2 separate regions of the Rattus norvegicus genome follow, and region 1 is linked to region 2. A link is a contact called in public Hi-C data. All regions are on one chromosome and are shown on one strand. The core of a region is the stretch at or near the end of the contact, and the rest is flanking DNA. Distances in the headings are between cores, read along the strand shown. Region 1 has its middle 60 kb from the start of Tmem170b. Region 2 has its middle 110 kb from the start of Tmem170b.

The links. A called contact is a pair of places that touch in the nucleus more often than the background predicts.
Region 1: a Hi-C map of the A7r5 cell line shows a contact between it and region 2, with 2.7 times the contacts expected there. The contact joins two enhancer-like sites. A contact is called at or near these places in 4 of 12 Hi-C or Micro-C datasets (the A7r5 cell line, Schwann cells, frontal cortex and 1 more).

What each region holds. Positions count from the first base shown.
Region 1 is chr17:23,312,460-23,318,514 of GRCr8, forward strand. No RefSeq gene overlaps it. Among named protein-coding and RNA genes, the nearest start is that of Tmem170b, 60 kb to the right of the region's middle. Within about 2 kb of position 2,907, at least 45 of the 93 cell types and tissues checked have an H3K27ac peak or open chromatin away from gene starts, as enhancers often do. A contact at or near this core is called in the A7r5 cell line, where this site is marked.
Region 2 is chr17:23,260,659-23,267,133 of GRCr8, forward strand. No RefSeq gene overlaps it. Among named protein-coding and RNA genes, the nearest start is that of Tmem170b, 110 kb to the right of the region's middle. Within about 2 kb of position 4,948, at least 22 of the 93 cell types and tissues checked have an H3K27ac peak or open chromatin away from gene starts, as enhancers often do. A contact at or near this core is called in the A7r5 cell line, where this site is marked.

The DNA of each region.
Region 1 (6,055 bases), core at 1,657-4,156, 50 kb after region 2:
GAAAAGACAAGGAGCTGTAGATACAAGCTTCACCAACAGAATACAAGAGATGGAAGAGAGAATCTCGGGAGCAGAAGACTCCATAGAAATCATTGACTCAACTGTCAAAGATAATGTAAAGCAGAAAAAGCTACTGGTCCAAAACATACAGGAAATCCAGGACTCAATGAGAAGATCAAACCTAAGGATAATAGGTATAGAAGAGAGTGAAGACTCCCAGCTCAAAGGACCAGTAAATATCTTCAACAAAATCATAGAAGAAAACTTCCCTAACCTAAAAAAAGAGATACCCATAGGCATACAAGAAGCCTACAGAACTCCAAATAGATTGGACCAGAAAAGAAACACCTCCCGTCACATAATTGTCAAAACACCAAACGCACAAAATAAAGAAAGAATATTAAAAGCAGTAAGGGAAAAAGGTCAAGTAACATATAAAGGCAGACCTATCAGAATCACACCAGACTTTTCGCCAGAAACTATGAAGGCCAGAAGATCCTGGACAGATGTCATACAGACCCTAAGAGAACACAAATGCCAGCCCAGGTTACTGTATCCTGCAAAACTCTCAATTAACATAGATGGAGAAACCAAGATATTCCATGACAAAACCAAATTTACACAATACCTTTCTACAAATCCAGCACTACAAAGGATAATAAAGGGTAAAGCCCAACATAAGGAGGCAAGCTATACCCTAGAAGAAGCAAGAAACTAATCATCTTGGCAACAAAACAAAGAGAAGAAAAGCACACAAACATAACCTCACATCCAAATATGAATATAACAGGAAGCAATAATCACTATTCCTTAATATCTCTCAACATCAATGGCCTCAACTCCCCAATAAAAAGACATAGATTAACAAACTGGATACGCAATGAGGACCCTGCATTCTGCTGCCTACAGGAAACACACCTCAGAGACAAAGACAGACACTACCTCAGAGTGAAAGGCTGGAAAACAACTTTCCAAGAAAATGGTCAGAAGAATCAAGCTGGAGTAGCCATTCTAATATCAAATAAAATCAATTTTCAATTAAAAGTCATCAAAAAAGATAAGGAAGGACACTTCATATTCATCAAAGGAAAAATCCACCAAGATGAACTCTCAATCCTCATCTTCGGTTGGTTTATATACAAGTGTGCAATTTCTAGGCTTGAAAGTAAAATGATGCTATCTGGTGCTGGATAGAGGAGCCTTATTTTTTATTATGACAGCTTGCTATTTTTGTAACATGGTGATTTGGTTGAACACAATAAAGTACAGTAGTAACTGATCTCCCCTTCTTCCTGGATGAGTGAGAAGATGATTAAATGTTGATGTCAGCATCCTTGAGCATATTCAGATGAGCTTCTGCTTCTGTTGAAAAGGATGCTGTGTTTGATTGTGGTCCGAAGCTTTGAAGCATTACTTGGCATCTCCTTCCTTGGAGGTCTCACTGTTTAAACATAACAGATTTGATAGCTTGTTGGTAAGGTGAGGTCCAGCTTGTCTCCACTAGGTCATCTTCATGTGAATCCGGTGGTTATACGGTTTTGTTCTAGGGATATTTCATTTTTTTAATAACGGTTTTAGCTGACATTCATGGAGAGAATGAATCCTTAGAACTGTGCCACTAGTGAAAGGAAATCCTGTCTAGAGTATGTTTCTTTACAAAGCTGTGTCACACCATCCTTTGGGCCCTCTGCTGGAAAAGTAGAATCAAGTCTCAAATAATGCCTTTTAAATTGTATCCTCTAGTATTATAGATGTAGGACAGTACTGTATCATACCTCTGTGGATGTAAAATAGCTTGTACCTGCTTTATGATACATAGTAGTGACCGTGCTTTATCAGAGCTGTTTTTAATGATGTTGCTCAGAATGTTTTCTTTCCAGATGATGATTGAGAAGCTAATTAAAAAAAAAAAATGGTGCCAGGTACCACAAGAGTAACAGAACTGTGCTGTTTTCTTGGGTTTTGTTTTTTTACTTTTTTTTTTTTTAATGGAGTGTGCTGGATGTCTCTACAGTTTTGTTCAGATGACTGCAGAACCTGGAAAAGCTGTTGCTGCTGTTGATGCATAACACACTGCTATTATTGGTCTTTTTATATAAATATAAATATATATATACAGATATATAATTTGAATTTTTTGAAACTTTAGCTGTGCTGTCAACTTTGGAAAAAATTATCCCCGTTTACTGTGTTGAGTTGGCACTGTACAGAAATTAACAGCCATATTGGTCTAGAAATGTTGAACTTAAGTTTTTTCCATTTGTACAGGGGTAACACACTGTATTAAATATGTAAGGTCTTATCTACGTGGGTTTGATTACAAAAACTAATAAAGTATTCTCTAAATTTAAAAAAAAATAAATAAAATGTGAAAAGAATCGCAATAGCTTTAGAACATGCTTGGGGTGAGCAACATTCTTTTTAGATGAATTTCTGCTGTTAGTTTTCTCTTAAATGCTGCTGGCTTTGAACATGTCTCAGTAAGTTTTACACTTGAATGCACGTATGATCATACGTATACTTCACATACACACACTCACACACACACTTCACACGTACAACACTCCACATATACATACTCCACACACACAATCTCACACACATACACTCCACACACACACTATCACACACACACTCCACACAACACTCCACAAACATACAAACACACACACACACATACTCCACACACACTACACATATACAACACACACATACTTCACACATACACTCCATACAACACACACACACACACACATACACTCTACACACATACATACACATATACACTCCACACACACACACACAAACATACAACCACACACAGACAATCACACATACACAACCACACACACGGTGTTCTCTTATGCCCATGGAAAATCCCCATGCCACCTCAACTTGCCTTAGTCACCAGGGCTGCCGCTTGTGGTTCTGGCTGACTTCCACATGTGTGCCCTGCCCCTGACTTGGCCTGTTTTAGATGTTGCTGTAACACCTGCTGGTTCCCCTGTCAGGAAAGTTCCTTAGGAAGAACATTCTGGCTTTTCAGAACAAGACTTCCAGCATGCTCACGCACGCACATTTGTGTGTGTGTGTGTGTGTGTGTGTGTGTGTGTGTGTGTGTGTCTTCCTAGAAACCATGGTTACTTCCAGCCAGGCGCCACAGCAGCCCTTCCTGGGCAGGAGGCCATTTCAATAAGGACCACTGGGGCTTAGTAAGCAGAGAAAAGCAGCTCGTTCCCAGACAGGATGTTGGGAAGACGCCCTGAATGAGCCTTGCTGGGCAAGAGACGCCAAGGAGACAGAGAATGTGGGCCAGTACCCCAGGAAGTTATTCATGAGCCTGCGCTGTTTGATAAACACTGAAGCAAAGCCTTTCCTAAACAACTAACTTCGAAATTCCAGAAACTCCGCAAACAATGACTGGACATTCCTCGCCTCTTATTTGCTTATTTGTGCACTAAAACCTTCAAAGACAACAGAAGCCAGGACTCTGACTTGGGTATGAGACTGGGAGTGATGTATGTGGCATGAGGCACTGGCGGAGCCCTGCTCCAACAGCCGTCCTCCTTCAGGCATCAGCGGCATCCCAGGAGCCCTTGCTGCTTCCGGTAGCACCTCACCTCAAGCTAAAGTCTATACACAGTAGTATGAATCCTGATCGAAGTAACAGATCAAAACCACAGACTTCCACGTTCACACTTCCGAGAGATGTAACTGGGTCACGTTAGGAAGGAATCTAGATAGAGATTTCTCATGCAGCTAGCTAGCTACCTGACTTGAATGAGATATTCAAATGTCTGAGGGCACATTCTTTTTAGAAATGTTATTAAAATTATGAAATGTATATGTACACACATACAGCGTACATAATTACATAGGCATCTAATTACAAAATAAATATTAATATTATTGCATACATAAATATCTTTAGAGTATTAACCGACAAATATTAGGATGATGGATATGTGTGTATATATACACATTGGGACGGGACATATATAAGAATATATTTCCTACGTTTGTCGTTGACTGGTAAGATCAATTTTTCATGACAAGAAATAGAAAGCCTCAGTTGTTCCTCTTCTCCCTGCCTCATTAAAATTACACTCAAAGCTTCTATTGAGATGCTCCCTCTGCCGTTGCAACTGCCCTCTGCGTTTTTCATTCCTCTTCTGTTTTTTTCAGTTGCATTTGTAACTTTCAGTGCATATGCAATATATCTGCTCCTTGTTGTTGATATTTTTTGACCCTTCCTCCCCTTTCTCCTTTGTGAAGTAAGTTTATACTACAGGATAGCTAATTGTAAACGTCAAAATGAATGGCTTAAGAAACATCAGGGCTTTAGTGAGGTATGCCTTTGGCTGTGTGTGCGCATGCGCAGGCACAAGAGTGCGTCTAGAGATGATTGGCCTGAGGTCGCTCTGAATGTCAGTGGCACTGTCCCATGGACTGGGGTTCAGACAGAATAAAATTATATTCCCATAGAGCAAACAAAGGAACTTCAACCATCTACAACGAAACAGAGACACGAGTCTCTGTATACCGTCAAAACGCTCTAAGCTCAGACATTTCTAAAAGTACCCAGCTCTACAAAGCCGGCTGAAAGAGACCAGCTAGCTGCATAGAGCCCTTCGGAGAGCCTGGTGACTTCTTCTGGAGCTCCTGTGTTTGTCTCTGTCCATCCTTCCTGGGTAGGATTCCCATTACTCTAACCTCCTGATAATGCTCACCACATACTGGTATGAAAATGATTTCAATGGTGGTGGAAGGGAGGAGACAGAGATAAAGGTCCCAGAGCATCCTGGGAGTGCTTTCACTCACAGTGACACGGGCTCCTATCAGCACTCCTGTGCTGCTGTAGACAGGTACAGAAAAGCACATGTTCAGATGACCCCATCCCTGCCCCATCCCCAATAAACACAATTCATCTTGCGGTTGGTTCCCTTCCAAAACTGAGGTAGACAAAGAGGCCTGGGCTAACTGGAGCTGCATTGGAGATGCTCTTCATCTTGAAATTTAATATAAGGCAGAATCGGGTGGCTATGACAAGTGTCTAATAATGAAACCATTTGGTTTGTGACCGGTGCTGATCTCGAACGCCCCAGTGCCCTGAGCTGGAGTCTGTAGCTGAAAGACTTTTGTTCGGAAAGCTAATGGACCAGCCCAAAGACCTTCCAAACAGACATAATGGCTTAATTATTACTTTAATCAGAAGGTCAAAGCTTCTAAAGGGCAGCTTCCTTCCCTTAAGGTTTTGCACGCCTCCTGGCTTTATCCACAGCTGACCCGATCTTCCCACAGTTCAGCGGGCTCTGGGTTTACAAAAGGGAAAATGGCCAGCTGGATCTCCGAACAGCTTGGTACCTTGTAAATAAGATGTACCCGGATGAAATGAGGTGCACTGGAGAGCCTGCGCGGGGGAGGAAACTGAACCTGGATTCTGAAACAGTTGACTCACAGGTTAACTACCCATTAAAGTGGAATCTAAAACAAGAAATAACCTTTCCCCAGCATGGTTTGTATTAGATACTTAACGTGCACAGGAAGAGATAGCGCGCAAGATAAAACCCGCTTGTGGCTAACCGGTGGGCTGGATTTGCTTGATTGGGTCTTAGCAAGCTTGCCAAAGAGATGTCCAAAGGACTTAGGGAGAACACCTGCTTTGGAAGAAGATTCTTAAGTGTAACGTGAGTGTCCCAAGCCGTGTCTTAGAAACACACAGCCTCTCCAGGCATCCTCCTGTTGTCTTTCTCTTGAAAAGGTCAGAGTAGCTTCTTCTAGCACAATTCCCCACTCCCACCCTGCCCCAGCAACACTGCAACACACCATTAAATTAAAAGCAGTTCTTTGGAGAGAAAAATAATAATATGCCGGGTTTAAATGCCTTCTTAGTACTGGGGCCTTTTCAGTGATCTTAGAGATGAAAAAGAAAAGGAAAAAACGAAACAGAACAAAACAAACCCCAAACATTGTAGATCAGAAAGCCTACTGTGCTAAGCCAGTTTTGTGTTTTGCAAATTGCTCTAATTAGGATGCCCCCAAGAGCTGCCAGCCT
Region 2 (6,475 bases), core at 3,698-6,197:
GGTCCTGGGAACCTCTTGCTTCCCTGGCATCCGGGACTTTCTAGTGGCTACCCCCAGTATTTCTGCTCAATTTCCTGACCCTCTGGACTCTCTCCTGTCTCTTCCCATACCTGATCCTGCCCCCTTTTTTCCCTCACCCCTCCTCTCTCACTCCCAGGTCCCTCCCTCCCTCTACCTCCCGTGATTATTTTGTTCCCCGGTCTAAGTAGGATTGAAGCACCCACACTTTGCTCTTCCTTCTTCTTAAGCTTCGTACGGTCTGTGAGTTGTATCGTGGATGTTCATCGCCTTCCTAGTTTTTTTGTGAAGCAGTGGTAAACATTCATATGCACCCTTCCTGGAACTCAGAGTTTTGTGAAAACCTCCAATGATCCTCAGCAAAAAAATGTCTTTTCTTTGTTTTGTTTTGTTTTGTTTTGTGATGTGTGTGTGTGTGTGTGTGTGTGTGTGTGTGTGTGTGTTTTCTTGAGACAGGGTTTCTCTGGGTATCCCTGGCTGTCCTGGAACTCACTCATTATAACAGACTGTCCCAAACTCAGACATCTGCCTGCCTCTGCCTCCTGAGATCTGGGATTAAGGCAACCACCATCTGTCTCAGCAGTAGAGACATACTGTCAAGTTCTGGAGTAAGAGCAATTGTAGTCGCCTTGTTATATTTGGGTGCCTGTGGGACCTCACTCAAAAAGTTGTTGGTCAACAACTCAAAAAGAAGTAACCTGTTCCTGAGATTTTTATTTTCTATCATGTCGTGTTTAGTTGGAGTATCATCCCTCCCTCCCCAGTATAGGGTAATTCCATTTAAGTGTTTTAAAATGTATGTATGTATTTCAGGAAGCGTCTACAATAGTAGGTTTCCGTGTAGCCTTTACGGCTAGTTATCCCTCTTTATATTCCCTTCTGAACTCCTAACCCCATTTAACCCTTCCCATTCCATTACTCTATTGCACTCTATTCTATCTCCTCTCCTCCCCATATGGCTCCTTACTAGTTTCCTGGTATCTGTAGGTATTCCTAATGAAGGATATATATCTAAAGGCCCAAAGCTCACATCCACATATGCGCGAGAACATGTAATGTTTGGCTTTATGATCTGCACATTAGAGGTGTGTAAATCTACACATACAAATAATTAAATAGGGAAAGCCACACAGATGGAAAATAGAGAAACCAGGATGGTGGGACTGCAGAGAGTCCAAGAAACAGATCCTTGGGCAGCTTGGATCCCTGGGGCTAGACTCTGTGGTTAGTAAGTCGAGTCACAGGCCTCTCAACAACATGTACATGATTTTGATGGTGTCAATTATTGCAAACATGTATCTCAGGATTAAATCTATGTTCTACACATGTTTATCTCCAAAAGCAGATGTTTAAGGATAAATAACTCACGTAGCTCTATTAGAAAAATTGAATTTGTTTGTGTGTGTGTATGTGTTTTATCATCCCCATCACCCCCTAAAAAATACAGTTCCATGAATATTCACAGTGCCTAAGAGAGCAGCACCAAAGGCCTCTCAAGAGGTGAATGAACAAACAGTGGCCTCAGCGTATAATGAACCGTGGTAATAAAAATGAAGTATGGCGCATACGAGAGCGTGGATAAATCTCAAAGGTGTACTAAATAAAACAAACCAGACCCAAGAGAATTCATCTGTGCAGCTCTGCTTACATGGATTTATGGAACAGGCTAATCTGACCTGAGGTGACAGGAAGCAGGCCAGTTTACCTAGAGTTGGGGACTGCAAGAAGGCTGCCAGGCGGCGGGGCAAGAGTGGAATGTGGAGGTTGATGGGAAGGTTCCGCGCCTTGCTGTAGGTACTCAGGAAAATTTACTAACTGGACCTTTAAAAATGGGTGCATTCTATTTAGTGTAAATTACAATCCAATCACATTGGTCCAAAAGGGAAGGAAGCTTACAATGACGGAGGCAGAAACTCTTGAGTCTTAATTTGCTGAAAACTCAGGTCATGTCTCAGTGCTCCTGATCTCCCTTACTGGACCATTTTACTTCCTGCTTTCTTTCTTTCTTTCTCTTTTTTAAGTATTATTTAAGTGATAAGGAAGAATAATTGTGTGTTTCAGAGATTGACATTGATCATCTATTTCTTACTAAAATTCTGAATAATAATTTTTAAAACCATGTTTTTATACATAGTTTCTCATTATATAGACCAGATCTAAAACTCTTGATTCCCCTGCCTCAACCTCTCAAGGATCCTCACAGGATTCCAAGCCTGTGTCCCTACACCTGACCTAAAATTGTAGTCCAATGCCTTTCCAATCTTCGCTGGGGTTATGGCCCTAGCTAAGTAAACTGGGTTGGCTGCTGATCGGGAAGCTGTGTGAGGGGACCCTCTCCTCTCATTTCTGATTCCTTCCTCCTTATCATAGATAGGTGTGGCTCTCCTGAGCCGCAGTTCATGTCAACATCTGCAGTGTATGGATGATGGGCAACCCTGGGCTCACCGTGTATGTGGAGGTGGGCTTCAGGGGTAACTCAGCATCTATTTCATTCCATAATCTTAAGACTATCGAGCTATCAGGACTTAGTGTCGGGAGCCTTGCAGTACATTAAGGGCATTTCCTAGTCTCTTGTCTAGGTATATGCAAATGAACTGAAACTACGAGAGGGAAGAGGAATAATGCAAACCCTTGGGCTGGGATGAGAAAGCCAAGGACCAGAGGATACTCTGAGACCCTCAAGAGAGATGCTCAAAGTTGAAGGAACCACTCCTAAGTATCTCGTTGTAAGTTCGCCACCAGCTGGAGATCAAACACCATTGTCCTAGATTCCTTCCCATCGCTATGACAAACACCCAACAAAGGCAACTTTTAGAGGAGAAAGGTTTTATTTGTTTCTCTTGATTACAGGTCACAGGTCACTGCTGAGGGCAAGTCACAGCAGGGACTTGAAGCAACTTCTCGTGTCCACAGTCAAGAGCAGAGAGAATGAATTCATGCACATCCACTCAGGCTTAGTACTCCTGACACATGCGCAGTTTAGGATCCCCTGCCTAGGAATGGTGTTGCTCACAGCGGGCTGTGCCTTCCCACACTGACAGAATGAAGACCGGCCCCTACAGACACACTCACAGGTTAACTTGATGTAAGCAATCCTTTCTTGAAACTCTTTCCCCTAGTGATACTAGATTGTGTCAAGTTGACAAGTAAACTGGTTGAGATGAATCATCACACCAACTGTACTCACGAGACATGTTTTGTTTCAAAGTTTAATGACATTCATTATACAGCATGCTGAGGACAAAAACGATTTAGATTCCTGATATTTGTATGAGTATAAAATATTTGCATGTATTTAGCTACTGTATTGGGTTACTAAGGCCCGAGTCTAAGTGTATATGCCATTGTCAGGTGTACCTTATGCACTGTACACTGATAGTAAAATTATACAATGCCTTAAACAATTTTATGCAAAGAACAACAGGAGCTTTATACCTGTGGTGTTGTATTGGTGATAGGAAAGTGTTTTGATTTCCTAGCTCAGATCCTCCGATGCAGGATGCTCAATTTACAGTGACCAGAGGGATTATTTCTAAATTATGGTCAATTCACAGACCCAAATCCCCTTAGTGAAGGAGAAAAGAATGCATACAAGGCTTTACTTTTTCAGATATGTGTGATGACTTTTCATAGTGGCTGTCCCTAAAGGTACTCATGTCCATTTGTATTAACTCGTTGCCTTGGAGACAGTTAAATACTCAAACATTTTTGGAAAATGTTTTTGCACCAATTTAACTCCAAGCTAACAATATCACAGACTACACAAAAGCAGCCAGCAGAGTGTTCTCTCTCTCTCTCTCTCTCTCTCTCTCTCTCTCTCTCTCTCTTTCTCTCTCTCTCATGCGTGTGTGTCTGCGTGTGTGTGTGCGAGTCTGCGTGTGTGTGTGTGTGTGTGAGTGTGTGTGTGTGTTGTACATTTGCCTTAAGAGTGCGAGAATCATGATGAGTCTTCACTTACACAACAGAGGCCACTCTCTCCCCCAATACTCTATCTCTTCCTGTGGCCATCCCAGTGTCTCTCACCTCCTATCTCTCCTTCCATCTCCAGGTCTTAGAACTTTCTAGTCTCTGGTCTGAGTATTCTCCCTAACCCTTTACCCAGCTCATTCCTCCTCAGCCTTCGAATTCCCCGCCCCAGGAACACTGCCCCCCTCAATCAAGTCTGTAAACCCAGATTAGTCTCCACAACACCCCAGGGCCGTGTTCCTTCCTCCAAAGCAACCTACCCGGGTTTGCTTCTCTAGGTTTCTGAGGTGACTTGATGAGGAGCTGGTTTTTTCCCTAGACTAGAATCTTCTGTAAGCACAGCACTGGGCATGGTGGACACAAAGCAAACAGTCATTGAAAGAACAAATGAACCTTTTTACTACATTTTTAAAGTTTAATAAGGATGGGAACTTGACGTAGATCGGTCAGGATGTGTTAGAACAGTTAGCATCACAGCATTCTCTTCTGGTGACCCTGAACAGGGGCAATGAAAAGTAATGGCGGTCGCCTCAGGCATCTCAAAGAGGGCATGCGCTACTCCAGAACAGCGCTCCATCAGTTAGATAGCCTAGAGTCGGCTCTTTTCCAAATAGCAAAAGCATAGCCACATGGCACAAGCTGGGTCGGGCTCCTCAGCACCAAGGTCCACGCTGCGGGCCCAAAAAAGCTGATAGGAGTTTGTGGGCCGAGAAATTGGATTGTAATTAGGATGCGAAACTCAATGGAGTTTTCTTTCCAGTCCTTAATCTCATCTGCACTTTCCTTTTAACAAATTTTGTGGCAATAACTCACCCTGCGCTTCCACGGTCGACTGCCAAGAGCTCCCTGGTAAGAAAGGCTCCTGCTTGCAGCGTTTTTTGGTGAATGCCCTCTGAGCCACTCACTTAAAAGGCTCCTTTTTGCTAGAAGAGGCTGCTGACGAGGCTTTTCGTCAAGCACAGGGTTGTCCTAATAAAAACGTCTGCTGCCATCTGCTGGCCAAACTGACACCGACACGTTGGTCTGGCCTGAACAAACCCCAATGTAGGTCATTTGCCAAAATTAGCATAATACAGAGGATTTGCATTGCCCGCTCCTTAGTGAAAAAGTTGCCGCCTCTGTTCTTGCAATTGGGAGAGCATTTGTTCTCCTAAACACACAGCTTTCTTTAATTGTCTTCAAAAGAAATACATTTTGTGCAAGGTTCATTTTTGAGCTAAAAGAAAGATGGGGGGGGGGTTTATAAATAATTAATTTCACAAAATAGAAGTAGAGAGAGTTGTCCAGACATCCTCTAGGCCCTTCCAACTCTAACATAGGATTCCAAGGAAGTCTGAGGCCACTCCTCATGTGTCTGGCCCACAGTGAGTGCATACTAATGTAGTTAGTTTTGACTTCAAGAACTTCCCTGCATTCCTCATCCTTGACTAAAGCCCAGATAGACCCACATATCTGTCTGAAGATACGGCCAACTGAGTCGTACTTCTTAACCTTCCACGCCTGAGTGTGAGGAAAATGGGAGAGATGATGTCTGATATCCTCACAGGCCCTGAGATTCCAACTGACTGCTTGAATCAGTACAAATTCCGCATCAGAGAAATTCACGCCCTCATCTACAAGATCGATAAGATCAGCTATGTGCAAAATAATCTGCACATGTGTGGGCATGTGCAGAACAGAGAGCAAAACCAATTTTCATGGAATATGTCAGTCTATGTGAAGGCAAGGTCTGTCTGCCTCACACTCTAGAGAGAAACTGGCTGTGAAGGCATCCTCTAGGATACCGGCACCCTTTAACGACCAAAGGAAACATAGCTCTAACTGCCAGTGCAGAAAAACAGCCAGGGGGTACTGTGGCGTTCCTTGCTCCACTGGGTTCATCACCAGAATTCAGGTCAGTCTGAAGGGCCCTCAGGTGATCCCACTGAAAAGTCTTTATACTGGGGAATGAATAGGAACCTGAAAGTCTATGCGACATCATGGGGTAGGGGGTGTATGAGTTAGCGCCTAATTGGGGGGCAGGGAGATAATAATCTGTTCTCAGCCTCTCCTCCAGGTGATATAAAGCTGCCAGGTGACGGGAGGGACAGTAATGAGTCAATACATATAATTGAGTATCTCCCCCCTTCAAGGAAATAAAGCCCTTAATGTGAAAGGCCCGGGATGATAGGTGGTAAGCCCAACACAGGGAAGCATCATTACAGTCATTACTGACATCTGTGTCACATACATGTGACCTCTTCAGGCCCCAGCACTCTTCAGTGTAAGGCATGTGGACTGTGGGGATAGCCCACATGCATGGAGTTACACTCACAGCCCTCTCCAGATTGCAACTCTAAGGCCCTCTGACAAGTCCCTAGTACCTCCCCATTCTTGATCAAATATATGTTGGAACCACGTTAAGTGTGCAGATACCCTGGACTGGTTTTAGGGGTGTGTGTGTGTGTGTGTGTGTGTGTGTGTGTGTGTGTGTGTGTGTGTTGTAAGACAG